Linked DNA regions of Mus musculus: regions 1 and 3 are each linked to region 2. Evidence: chromatin contacts called from public Hi-C and HiChIP or PLAC-seq data. All regions are on one chromosome and are shown on one strand. The core of a region is the stretch at or near the end of the contact, and the rest is flanking DNA. Distances in the headings are between cores, read along the strand shown.

Evidence for each region. A called contact is a pair of places that touch in the nucleus more often than the background predicts. HiChIP or PLAC-seq counts read pairs in DNA pulled down with a chosen protein or histone mark.
Region 1: a contact with region 2 is called in a Hi-C map of Sertoli cells, with 2.2 times the contacts expected there. The contact joins two enhancer-like sites. A contact is called at or near these places in 2 of 484 Hi-C or Micro-C datasets (the N1E-115 cell line and Sertoli cells) and 6 of 115 datasets of contacts at active chromatin or transcription factors (double positive thymocytes, embryonic stem cells and large pre-B cells).
Region 3: a contact with region 2 is called in an H3K4me3 HiChIP or PLAC-seq map of embryonic basal ganglia, with 2.8 times the contacts expected there. The contact joins two enhancer-like sites. A contact is called at or near these places in 1 of 484 Hi-C or Micro-C datasets (embryonic fibroblasts) and 5 of 115 datasets of contacts at active chromatin or transcription factors (embryonic basal ganglia, embryonic forebrain, embryonic hindbrain and 2 more).

The regions. Positions count from the first base shown.
Region 1 is chr8:10,828,988-10,833,214 of GRCm38.p6, reverse strand. No RefSeq gene overlaps it. Among named protein-coding and RNA genes, the nearest start is that of Gm32485, 13 kb to the right of the region's middle. Within about 2 kb of position 1,779, at least 51 of the 459 cell types and tissues checked have an H3K27ac peak or open chromatin away from gene starts, as enhancers often do. A contact at or near this core is called in the N1E-115 cell line, where this site is marked.
Region 2 is chr8:10,978,692-10,983,058 of GRCm38.p6, reverse strand. No RefSeq gene overlaps it. Among named protein-coding and RNA genes, the nearest start is that of 9530052E02Rik, 27 kb to the left of the region's middle. Within about 2 kb of position 3,003, at least 40 of the 459 cell types and tissues checked have an H3K27ac peak or open chromatin away from gene starts, as enhancers often do. A contact at or near this core is called in the N1E-115 cell line, where this site is marked.
Region 3 is chr8:10,783,114-10,787,531 of GRCm38.p6, reverse strand. No RefSeq gene overlaps it. Among named protein-coding and RNA genes, the nearest start is that of Gm32485, 32 kb to the left of the region's middle. Within about 2 kb of position 2,846, at least 14 of the 459 cell types and tissues checked have an H3K27ac peak or open chromatin away from gene starts, as enhancers often do.

The sequences.
Region 1 (4,227 bases), core at 530-3,029, 150 kb after region 2:
GAGCTGAGGTTCTTGCTCCTTTTTTTCTGCCCTGAAATGAGCATCCATTTATTACCACAGGTTACCACACAAGCCAGTGACAGAAGCCAGGGTTGCTAATCAAAGATCTCTGTAAAATGCAAGGATCTGTGCCATCTGCTACAGCCTGGCTTTAGACTGTCCACAAAGGCCCCAGGAAGAGTACTGATAGATAGTGGTTAGACTTTATGAGCCTGGGACAGTGAGACGTTATAGGTCCCTGGGACCATGCCCTATAGAGGAGGACTATGGGATACTGGCCCCTTACTCTCTCTGCTTTTGTGGCAGCCATGCATGAAGTGAGTAGCATGTAGCATGTTCTAACACATATGGGTGTCATGTTCTAACACATGTGGGTACCATAGTCTGCTGACTCAGGACAGATCCAAGGGCAACACCAACCAATGAGGGACTGGGGTGTCTAAAACACCAAACAAAACAAACCTTTCATCTCTTTAAGCTGATTCTCTCAGATGTTTGTTATAACAACAGAAATCTGAATAACACTATCTACCAACTACCAAAGCAGCATCATAGGAAGGAGAAACATACGTGGGCACCTAGGTGGTGGTGTCTGAACCAGGGGCAATGATTTTCCTTACCTTAGTGCTGGTCCAGGAGTATAACCTATTGTGTCATGGGCGGAGGGTGTATGTCCAACCTGTGTAGGTGGAGAGAGAACTGTGAATTCTGTCACTGCTCTGGGAACCTTGATCAAGGGCAGGAAGGAGCACCTGCCTCAGGTCTCAGTGTGGATGAGGGAGTAGGAATGGAGGAGAAGCCTGGGTTTCCTCGGTACGTTGGCTCAGGATGCTTAGTCATGCTCATGCTCGCTGGACAAAGATAATCATTAAAATTGCAAGTCAGTGCTTCATATGAGAGGTATTGTGAGTTCACAGCCTCAAGTGTCCAGGCAGATCTTCTTCTGTCAGTGGAAGGACTTGCGTTAGGATTTAAGACTGGAATGATGACATTGTGGGGGTGGGGGTGGGGGTGGGGGTGGGGGTGGGGGTGGTGCGTGACCAAAACCAGTGCTCAGTCTCAGTCTCGGTTTCGGTTCTGGTGTTAGCAAGTTGTCAGGTTTGGGGCTATTGACGCTGTGACAGTCGCCAGGGAACTTCACAGTTTCATGTGCACATTTCTGTTGCTTCTACACACAAATGAAGTTTAGACAGAAGAAACCAAGAAACAGAACCCCACTAAACAGACTTCCTGCTCTATAGCACAGCTGTCTGCTTTGACCCTACGGCAAGAACAGAGCAGATGCACACACAGGTGTGTGTGTGTGTGTTCTTGTTAATCACCATTGAAACTGAACAGAAAGGCTGCATTAGAAATGCAAGATAAAACATCTCCATGCATTAGGGGACAGGAGAAGGAAAATGCTTGTGATTTGAGGTTTGTAGATCTCTGGTCTGTCTATAGATGTGGGTGAAGTCTATGCTTCAGGGAGCCTTCCTGTGTCATCCCACTTCCCAGGCCACCAGCACACTGCTGAGCTTGAACCCCCAGCATACTTGCAGGCTGTGTCTTTGGAGAGATCCAGCCATGGGTTGAGCATCCGGCTTTGGGAATTGCCTGGTCTCTGATGAACGTCTGTGGAACTGGGGCAGGAGAAATGATTCTGTCTATAAAGTGCTTGCTGTGCCACAGTCTGAGTTCAGATCGCCAGAATCCGTGTAAAAAGCTGGGTGTGGTGTCTTGTTCACAATCCTAGCACCATGAAAGTAGAAATGGGAAGTCTGCTCGCCCAGCTGAATCAGCGAGCTCCAGGTGCCAGTAAGAGATGCTGTTTAAAACCAAACTAAACCTACAAAAAACAAGGTCACCTGAGGAGAGACACTGTGCTCTATAGCCTCCTCTATACACACACACACACACACACACACACACACACACACACAGACACACACACACACAGACACACACACACAGACACACACACACACAGACACACACAGACACACATACACACACACATACACACATACACACAGACACACACACACACACACAGACACACACACAGACACTCACACACACACACTCACACACACACACACACACACACACACACACACACACACACACACACATAGACAGACGCACATGCGCAGGCAGGCATGTGCGCGTGCGCATGGTATGTGGAAGTGAAACTGATCCATGATGGCTTCTGTGGCTGTGGTTGCTTGCTGCTGGCATCTTTGTCTGCAGTCTCTTAGAGCACACACGGTATCTGAGTGCTTGCACTAGGCACTACACTTCACTAGTCAAGATGCCGGAGCACAGGCCGGAAACTAAGACTGACTTCCGATGTCCCAACTAAGTGGCCTTCCAGAAATCACAAGATATCACTCGGCCTCTGTTTCCACATTGGTATTCATTAGGAATCGTACGTATACCCGGTAAACTATGATGCTAGACAGCTAATCTTATAGCACCCGACTACTGAAATGCATATGTGAAAATGCACTTGTCTGTGAAGAGCTACTGTGGGCCAGGACGGATGCTAGCCAGGTGTGAGAGTGCCAAGGCCAATCCACAGGGTTCTCTCAGGGACTTCCCGTACACCACAAGCTTCTGGCATATCCAGTGAGGGTCTAGTTCTGTCTTTAGAACCAGGGTGGCATGCTTGGAGAGAGTCACATAAAAGCTGGCATTCAAGTGTGGTTTGATGGTTTGGGTCCATCCAAGTGGATAGCAAGCTTCTTGGCAGGAGGGAAGGTTCTGAGGTGACACAGATGTGGTGAGTCGGAGACTCTAATCTAAAGTTAGTGTGCTGAAGCAGAGAGAAAGAGAGGGTGCAGGGCAGGCCTGGGGGAGCAGTTGTGGCCCCTCCAAACACAGACACAGGGGAGCATGTATTTAAAGGCATTGGGAAGCTACTTGGGGGTTCTACCAGTGTCCCTTGTCTTTCTTGGCTGCCGCCAAACCTTTCTGTTGCATGTCGGCTAACAGGATAGCCTAGTTTTGCAGACAGAATCTGTACCTTATTTTCTAAGCTACACTTTGTGTGACAGCACCCCCCCCCCCGGGCTTGAAGAGGGGAGTGTATTATCACAGAGATGGCTGCAGACATGTGCTTGCTCTGTGGTGCCATTCACGCACAGTAGCTAAGCTGTGGCTCTGCCTAGGCGTCCATCAGCAGAATAGATTTGTTAATGAGAGAGAGACACACAGAGGAGCTTGACTCAGTTACAAAGGGAATGAGGTAGACAACTTATCATCACCATCATCACCACCACCACCATCATCATCCGTCCTCATCTTAGCAAAATGAGCCAGAAAGTCAAACAACACATGTTTTTCTCTCTTATGAGGATTCTGGATTTTTATAGACATAAAACGTAAGTGTTTAAAAACATCCGTAGTGGGGCTGGAAGCATGTCTCAGTAGTTAAGAGCACTCACCACTCCTCCAGAGGGCCACTTCAAGTCACCTGTAACTCCAGCTTCAGGGCATCTGTCATCTCCTTCCTGCCTCTAAGGTCATTGTACTCATGTGTACATACCACACACAGACAAACACATACCCATAATTAAAAATAAAATAAATCTTTAAAGAGTACACGCAGTGATGAGTTTCAGAAAGACATTAAAAAAGCAAACACAAAGGCCAGTGTGTCTTGAATATGCCCTATATTATGTATGTAGATATACATTTATGAATATCTATTTATGAAAATATATTCATATATGTCTTTATGTATAAAATTGGAAGCAAGACTGCCTGGGAAAGAGAGAGGGAGAGACTAGTGGGAAGGGGAGGGGAAGAAGAGAGACTACTTGGCCTAATCCTACATGATGTGCATACATGCAAATGTGTTCAGGACACCTGCTACTATGTGCAGTGAATACACAACACTAATAAATACCAGTAAGGGAACCAGGAATGTGAATTTTGTTCCATCATGCTGGCATGTTGTAAATTGTGGCAAATACTTTACGTATATCAGCCTCACATGTTTAGGGAACAGTGACGACACAAAACAGCCAGGTAGGAGGCACACAGGGAAAGGTGATCAGCACAGAGCTATTTAGGAAGAAAAGGAAGTACCAAGAGCTAAGGAAAAGAACGAAAACCAAGAAAATACATCAGTGCCACTCATTTTGTAAACAAGAGTGGTTTAAAACTCAAAGAGGTAAAGTCATTGATGTGTAAATCACCAAGTCCACACCTCTGACCGATGGCCTCAAGGCTACAGGTAAA
Region 2 (4,367 bases), core at 1,754-4,253:
GTTTGTTTTTAGTGTTTTGGATTTCCTGCTTTAGGGACCATTTACCTTATTTCTGCAAGTTTTGTCATGATACATCTGTCCATCCGCATCTCCACTGGGTCCCTAAACTTTCTTTGTTAGCAGTGCCTGTCACCCAGGCCTGCCATCTCCTACTGTTGCCAGTGTATTTATAAATGCTATATACAATGTTGGTGCCCACCTTAGCTTTAACTGTCAACTTGACACAACTCAGAGTCTCCTGAGAGAGGACTTTTAATTGAAAGACTGCATCAGCCTGTGGGCATGTCTGTGGAGAGTGGTATTGGCTTTAAGCTGCTGTGGAAGGAACTAGCCCATTGTGAATGACATGATTCCCTGGGCAGGTAGTCTTGAATGAGAAAGCAAGCTGAGTCAGATACTGCAAGCCTCCATGGTTTCTGCTTCAGGCTCCATCAGTGATGGACTGTGTGACCTGGGAGTGTGAGCCACGATACCCTTTCGTCCCCTAAGTTGCTTTGGTCATAGCAACAGGATGAAACCAGGACAGTCAGGATTTTGACTCCATTACCTTTAGGACTGTTTCCTTTTTTTATTTATTTGTTTTAAGTAGTTCAATTTAAAAGTCTTTTATTTAGGCAGTACTGTACAGTACACTATTCTATCCCAAGACCTAGCACACACTAGCTGAGGTTTCTACCACTAAACTACATCTCTAGCCCTAATTTTACACTGAATGAAGTGGTTGGGTTAAACTAATACAATATAACCTCTCCCTTTCCTGTCTTCCTTAGCCTCTCACCCCAGGGCCCAGTGGTTGTAAAGTAGCTCTTTATGTTAATACCACCAGATTTGAATCCCTTTACAACTCTGTGCTTTGCATAGAGCTGCCCTAGTGTGCCAAAAGCAAAGCTTTACTCAGGAGTGAGTGAGGATAGGGAGGGAAGGCTGCAGCAGTGTGCCACCCCTGACCCCAGCTTAACTTACCCATGGGAGAAGGCTCTGACTGCTGTGACTCATGGCTTACTCTTGGGACCCCTGTCATTTCTGCTTGGTTCTCATTGGCCAGTGTTGAGCCCATGGAGACAGCTTCAAAGGCAGTAGAAAGCCATACTGTGTGTCCAGAAGAGGAAAACTAGGCTGTTCCCACACAGATGGTTTTAATGTCCACACTGCTGATGGTCTTCAGTTTGGAGCTCACGGCTCACCATCAGTTCCAGCATACTGTCTCCATCTGTGTTTGTGTGAAACCTTGGGGGAGAAGGGGAGTGCGCACCAGGTCCCTGACACAGTCACTGTGCCAGAGGCACTGCCACTCACTACCATCTCATACCTGAAAACCTGACAATTCAAACCCCAGAGTAAAGGGAGGTTCAACCTGTCCGATGTCCTGCGAGTGAGCCAGGGGACCAGAACTTAAGTACTCCAGCTCTTCCTCACTCATCCTGGATGGAGCATGGGATGGAGCGTGGGCTGTGACACAGTGGGGTTTTGTTTTTGTTTTTAACATTTTATTTATTGTATATATATGATGAGTACACTGTAGCTGTCTTCAGACACACCAGAAGAGGGCATTGGGTCGCATTACAGATGGTTGTGAACCACCATGTGGTTGCTGGGAATTGAACTCAGAACCTCTGGAAGAGCAGTCAGTGCTCTTAACCGCTGAGCCCTCTCTCCAGCACACACATTGGGTTTTGACTCAGCTGCTTTGTATTCTGCTGAAACACTACACCGAATAGCTTTTCTCTCTCTTTTTTCCCTCCTCCCTTCCTCCCTTCTTCCCTTCTTCCCTCCCTTCTTTCTGTATTTTGATACAGGGTCTCCTGTAGCACATGCTGGCTTCAAATTCACCCCACATTTCTGCTGTGCTGAGGGTGGGGCCTAGGCCGCTTTCGTGCGTGCTATAATCACTCTAGCAACTGAGCCGCATCTCCACTCATACTTGCACAAGCACGTATCTCATCCGTTGGCTTTGGAGAAGCATGACCTCACTGGGGAGAAAGCCCTGAGCTGTCCTAAGTAAACATCACTGAGTCCTAGTGACCCACTAGTGTCTTACATGTGTGGGAATCACAGTTGAGTACATACAACAGAAAGGGCCAAAAATGATGATCCTGGCACAGTTAGAGCTTCATACACTTGTGTGGCTTGTCTCATTACAACTGCATGATCTTATGCCCTGGGACATTCCCCCAGCCCCCTTTCTTCTTCTTCTTCTTCTTCTTCCTCTTCTTCCTCTTCTTCCTCTTCTTCCTCTTCTTCCTCTTCTTCCTCTTCTTCTTCTTCTTCTTCTTCTTCTTCTTCTTCTTCTTCTTCTTCTTCTTCTTCTTCTTCTTCTTCTTCTTCTTCTTCTTCCTCCTCCTCCTCCTCCTCCTCCTTCTTCTTCCTCTTCCTCTTCCTCTTCTTCTTCTTCTTCTTCCTCCTTCTCCAACTCCTCCTCCTCCCTCCTCCTCCTCCTCCTCCTTCTTTTCTTGACCCAGGGTTTCTCTGTGTATTTGTGGCTGTCCTGAAACTCCCTCGGTAGACCAAGCTGGACCCTGGAACTCAATCACTTGCCTCTGCCTCCCTAGTGCTAGGATTAGAGGTGTATGCTACTGCTGCCTGGTGACATTTCTCTCTTTTTCTATGAGGCCACAGATTTCATACAACCACCTTGGTTAATAAAAGTTCACAAGAATCTGGAAGCCTTTCAGGCTCTCCCACTGAAGAGACGCAGGAAAAGGAAGTATGTTAGGGGCTCCTGGCTGCAAATGGTGGTTGCCTTTAGATGCAATCAGGGTGAGTTGGGCTGTTTGGTCTGCATCAAAGAGGCCCTTCCTCCCCCTCAGCCCCCCCTCCTCCCTGTGCAGCATCACTGTGGCATTGGAGAGGAGGAGGCAGAGCTGGGGTCGAGTCAGAGAACAGAGCTTGAGTAGAAGACAGGGGGAGCACAGAAAAGGAAGGGACGCATCATTGAGTGGGGCAGGAAGTGCCAAGGCCCTGAGGTGGGGACATGCTCAACGAGTCAAAGAGGCAGGAAGGAGGTCGAGGAGCGAGTTTCCACTCTACCACTCTGCTCTTCACAGCTGTCCAGTTGAGCCTCCATACAGACATGACTGATGTTTGCCGTCCGGATGATGAGTGCTCTCTACTTTGTAACTTGGTGTGGATGAGGGGTGCCAGAGGAGGAAAGTCAACCTTAAGCAGAAAATAGGAGACGCTTTCTTTGAGGGTTTTTCTTTGGAGGTGGGACTGTTTTGAGGCTGAGGACACGCCACAGACAGACTTAGGCCTTTCGGTAGACAATATGTTCTGCAGCAAAGCTAGATCCCATATACAGGTGGAGGGCCAGGCATCAGTGAAATCCTGGGGACCGGCTTTCTCTGCTCCCCTGCTCGATAAAGGGCTTGGTTACCTTGGTGACCAAGCACTGCTGCAGAGACTGGAAGGCAGGAGCCTTCTGCCTCTCGTTTATGCACATCCAAGGACAGTGTAGGAACGCTGGCCTCACTGGTCCTTCTAGGGCTGACCTGCTGTGCTTCAAGCTCTGGTGCTCCATGTCCTGTGTGTGGCCAGGTAGGTCTTTGTGGCAGAATGCCATATGTGTGCCCGTCACTGTGGATCTCTGGGAAGGTTTCTGATGACATTGAGAGCAAAGGAGCTGGACCCATGCTAATGAGATCTGATGCCGTCCCAACGCTGTCGAATTCAAATTACCAGGCTGCATTCTTGTTATCTACTGATGCAGATGTCATCAGCTTAATCATCTGTCATATATCTGGAAAGTTCCATAATGCCCGAAGAAGGAGAAACCACCTTCGTAGCCAATGCTGAACACATACTTGCCCAAGTCAGGAGGAAGCCATCCCTCCTGCCAGCTTCTCTCCACGCCCCCACCCCCTACCCTCCACCCCCCCACTCCCCACTCCACACCCACCCCCATTGCTTGATACTGCAATACTGTCCCAGAGCTATGGCACTGGAATGGGTGAGCAGCTTCACTGCCAGGCAGAGACTAAGTGGCTGATGCCATTACTCCATCTTCATGCTCCTCTTGTTTGTACAAGAACAAATTTACTCAGCCCTTTTGCTCCCAAGAAGGAAAGAACTTCAGAAGTCTCTGTTCATGTTGTCAGCAGGGGACAGACCCATCCCACGGGCAAGCACCCAGCTACAGGCTTGCCATATGTGACTCCTGGGTGAAAACCATGGCTTCTCTCTCTCTTCCACCACTGGTCCCTGGGTCAACTTTGCCCGAGCCATCTATCACTGGCTCTCCGTCCCCTGCCGTGCCCTCTCAGCCAGGCCTGGGCAGAGTCTGGTCCTGATGCCAAGCAAGTGCGGGTTCATTGCCGTGGCTTCTGCAGGCCCACGGACGGACGGCAGCCGCACGGATGCTCCTGAACTTT
Region 3 (4,418 bases), core at 1,597-4,096, 200 kb after region 2:
GCATTGTCTCACACCACCAAGTTGGTGGTCACTGGCTATAGCAGCATAGAAAACATATTTACTGTAAGCAGAGTTGTTGGAATCAAACCAACAGAAATGGCAAATTCATAATATGTGGCCCACTAAATATTCATAAAGAAAAACCCTAATGGACCTTGGACTTCTGTTACCGAGTTCTTTAATTTCATGTTTCGAAGGCCAAAGGGAGCTGGGGCTTGATTTAAGATTCAGAAAACAAACCTGACCTGGTATAAAAACCTGGTATACCTCCTGTGTATAAAAACAGCTACTCAGGAGGCTGAGACAGGAGGGTTGAAGTTCAAATCCTGCCTGAGCTCTGGAGCAAATTCAAGGCCCGGCTGAGCAAGACCTCGTCTCAGAAGTAAAGAAGGTGGTTTAAGTTTGGAAGGTATATTATAGTAGGTTCTTAGCCTATGCTAGTCATGCTCAATGAATAGTACCCCTGCCCTACCTACAGAGGTTCTGAGGGGCAGGGAGATGGCTCTGTAAGAGTACACAGGCTTGGCAATATGGACTTGGATTCCTGGAACTCACATTAAAGAAGACAGGTGGTGTGGTGGTGTAAGCCTGAGATCCCGGTGCTCAGAACAAGATGGCACGGAGCTCTTTGGGCAGGTAATCTTTCTGAATGTAAGTGTGACACTCAGTGAGAGACCGCACCTCTAAATAAAAACAAGGTGGAGGGGTATAGTGGAAAACACCCAGTGGCTTCTCTGGCCTCTACACTCACGTGCACATATGTGACCCCCTCCCCAGGAATGCACACACCCTCCTGTATACCATCCCATTCCACCTAAGTTTCTAAACAAAAAAAAGAGAAGCATTTCCCAGTTTTGAGACATTGTAGCAAAGTTGAAGGGATAATTATGTATCAATGTCTTTGATCTCCTGCAACTGTGTTCACAAAGGACAAGATAACAAACTGGACAGAAAATTGCTGTTTCCATGCCTCTGTCTTCCTTGAGCCAGACTTTGATGTCTTTATAAAAATCAATTAGACATTGACTTGAGAATCTTTGTGATAGATTTTCATTTGTAATACATTCCCTTGGAATGAACCCTCCCTTTCATTTCTCTGTGAACGAAGTAGGCTAAACCTTTATTTTCAAGAGTAGCAGTGATTTTCTTAAATAGAAACATTTTGCAACACAGAGGGCACACGATCGTGGAGGGATGCTCTGGTCCTCATTTCCATGGTGGTTAGTTCTATAATGGCTCATTTTGATAAGTGATCATTGCAGTTTAGCTCAGAGCTCTGTATTTCTCTCAGAGCTTTCCTCGGAACCTCAAGGACGCTGTGTTACTAAAACTCTTATTTTCCCCTCCAATAGCTGTTATAGATCTACTTCTCTCTGATGAGATTTGGGAAACATTTCAGCTTTTTTATTCTTTAAAAATATTTTCCTTTATTGCCCTTCGGTTTCTAAAAATAGGCTGGAATTAAATGTCATGTACCTTTGGAATTCGTTTTACAAACATACTTGGTAACTAGGAAACTCACATTGTCATTATTTATAATCCAGAAATTATTTCCATGGCAACCGGTAGAAGGTCACAATTGTGGAGTATGGTGGAGGCCGGAGACTGTTGAAGAATTTGCCTAAGAGGAAGGCTGGCTTGCAGGAGGTGGTGGCTGACACCCCAACTGCCCACTGCTCCTGCCCCAGCTCCATTTATGCTGTTGTGATAAAACCCTGATCAAAATCAACCTGAAGGAGCAAAAGTGTGTTCAGCTCCCAGGATATAGAATCATCCAGGGAAGCCAGTGCAAAAAGTGTATTTCAGCTCCCAGAATGAAGCTATCATCCAGGGAAGACAAGGCACAGGGACATGGAAGCAGAAACTAAAACAGAGGCCAATGCTGCTTGCTGGCTTGCTTCTGGTCCACATTTGTCTACCTTTCTTATACAGCCCAGGCTGACTGACTGTCTAGGGATGGTACTATCCATAGGGGGCTAGGCTCTTCTGTATCAATTAAAAATCAAGAAAACACCCCATCGATGTGCCCACAGACCAGTGTGGTGGGCGAGGGTTCTCTCTTCTGGATCTATCAGGTGACAACCAGTCTTAGCTGTCACAAATGAATCAGTGCGGCAAGGTCTCAGGGATAAGACAGAAGGCACATCGCAGACAATTTAGTCATGGGCCAGGGTCCACAAGGCCAAGGAGTTGTACCACCTCACCCACTCTCACTCTCTAGGATGCAGCTGAGAGGCAGAGGGCAGCCTCTCTCTGATATTTGGCCTGGTTCATACAGAGCCTGTAGCATCCCAAAGCTAGAGTGGAGAGAACCTGAGCATAGACCTTCAGGAGGAGTCCTGGTCCTTTGTACTTTCTGAAATACCAAAAAAGGTAGAGACAGACCTTATAGGGCCAGTATCCACCTGATCTGTGATTGTACAGGAGATGCAAGACTTGACTCATCTTAATACATTTTCAACCAAAAGCAGAATCTTTGGTATATGGTGATTTGGAGAGGAGGAATGGGGTTGTTCCTCCCTCCCTCCCTCCCTCCCTCTCCCTCTCTCTCTCTCTTTCTCTTTAAAGACCTGTTTATTTATTTCACGTGTATGAGTACACTATGCAGATGCTTCCTGTCCCTCTTCTTTCCTGTCGGCTAACTGCCACCGAATTCTGCCTAAAGAAGCCCTTGTAAACAGATGCAGTGTAGAGCCATTCTGCCCATAAGAGACTTTCTTGTTGTTGTTTTTAGCTTACTGGAAATCAATCCTTGTTTGGTTTGTTGTTTTTAGTTCATTGTTTTGAACAAAACAGGAAAGGAACCCTTGTGATTGCAAGACTAACTTCTGTAGCCATGGAAACGATCCTCCTCAGAGGAGGCTCCTCTCAAGAGGTGCAGGAGCCCAGTCCTCCACAAAGGCAAGTACTGTTGCTTTAAATTCTCCCTTTTCATCTTCTGGGAAATCCTCTACTTTGAATATTTGCTTTATTATTTTTAAGTGTGTGTGTGTGTGTGTGTGTGTGTGTGTGTGTAGATGAGTGTGTGCTCTCTGCAAGAGCCATCTCCAGCATCCCAGACCATTAATTTTAAAATGACGTATTACCATGGGCCTGGTGGGGGGCAGGAGGGGACACAAGTAACATGGGCTTTTAAAGGGGCATCGGAGGCCACACATCCTCAACCAGTTCTATTGTGTTATGCTTCTGAACACACAACAACCTCTGTAATGTATCATTGCACCACACACACTTCAAATAGCAAACTACTTCCTCTCTGTGTGTACTTAGGTTACAGAAGTCAGTAATTGTTGCTAAGTAAGTTGTGAAAAGTTTGCTATCACAAGAGTTTAATTTTCTGCTGTTTCCTATAGACATCCACAAAGTGACCTTTATTATTTCAAAAAAAGATGTTAATTCCAGGGTTAGAGAGATGACTCAGCAATTAAAAGCTCTTTCTGCTCTTCTAGAAGATCAGAGTTTGGTTCCCAGTAGCCACATTGGGCGGCTCACAACTCTCTACAGTTTTAGTTTTGGGAGAATCCAATGCCCTCGTCTGGCTTCTAATGGCACTGTACACACACACACACACACACACACACACACACAAATAAATCTGAAAAACTCTAATTTATCATTTTCATCTATACAAATTATGTGCAATACCTAAAGACTAACTCTATTCCTTGACCTTAAAAATAATTTATATTTATCTCTTCAGTGTGTTTAAAAGTCTTTTATCTTTTCATTATATGTGAAAGGTTTTTTAAGGCTATTTTTAATAGTAGGAGGTGTCTATTTCAGTATTTAATATATTTTTAAATAGTGATAATTTTCATAATAATCCAGAGTTAACTTTATAAAGAAAATAAACTCTTGCATTTGTACATAAGTATGTCCTGTGTCTTGCCTGTGACCACTTCGGGGCATCTCAGCAGAGCTCTCATGGTGCTAGGGTAGGGCAGCATTTTCTTGAGATTCATGGATCTAGACAAAATATAGGTTAAGACTCATGCATTCACCCAGCCCAGGGTGTAATTAAATACAGCTCAGTAACGAAGCACTGGAGGCCAGCAAGTCCACCAGACTCTGCAGTGGGAGTCAAGCCTTTTCAGGGAAGCATGAGGTGAGATGCCTTATGAAGCTGTGGGAAGTATTGGAAACTCAAGAAAAGAAGATGACTCCATCTCAAGTGAGAATCAGGCTCAGGAAGAAGGTTCTCAACCAAGATGGAAGAATGTGGGATGCTCCCTAGTAGGAAAAGTGGAATGAGCGTTTCAGGTAAAAAACAAAACAAAACAAAACAAAACAACAAAAAAACAACCTACACAAAAGCCAGAGAGCACAGGAAGCCAGCAGTAGTCCTGGACTCTAGGTCAGAGTATGAACTATGAGTGGGAGAGGAAGAGTGGAAAAGCTGTGGCCAGTGGATGCTCGAC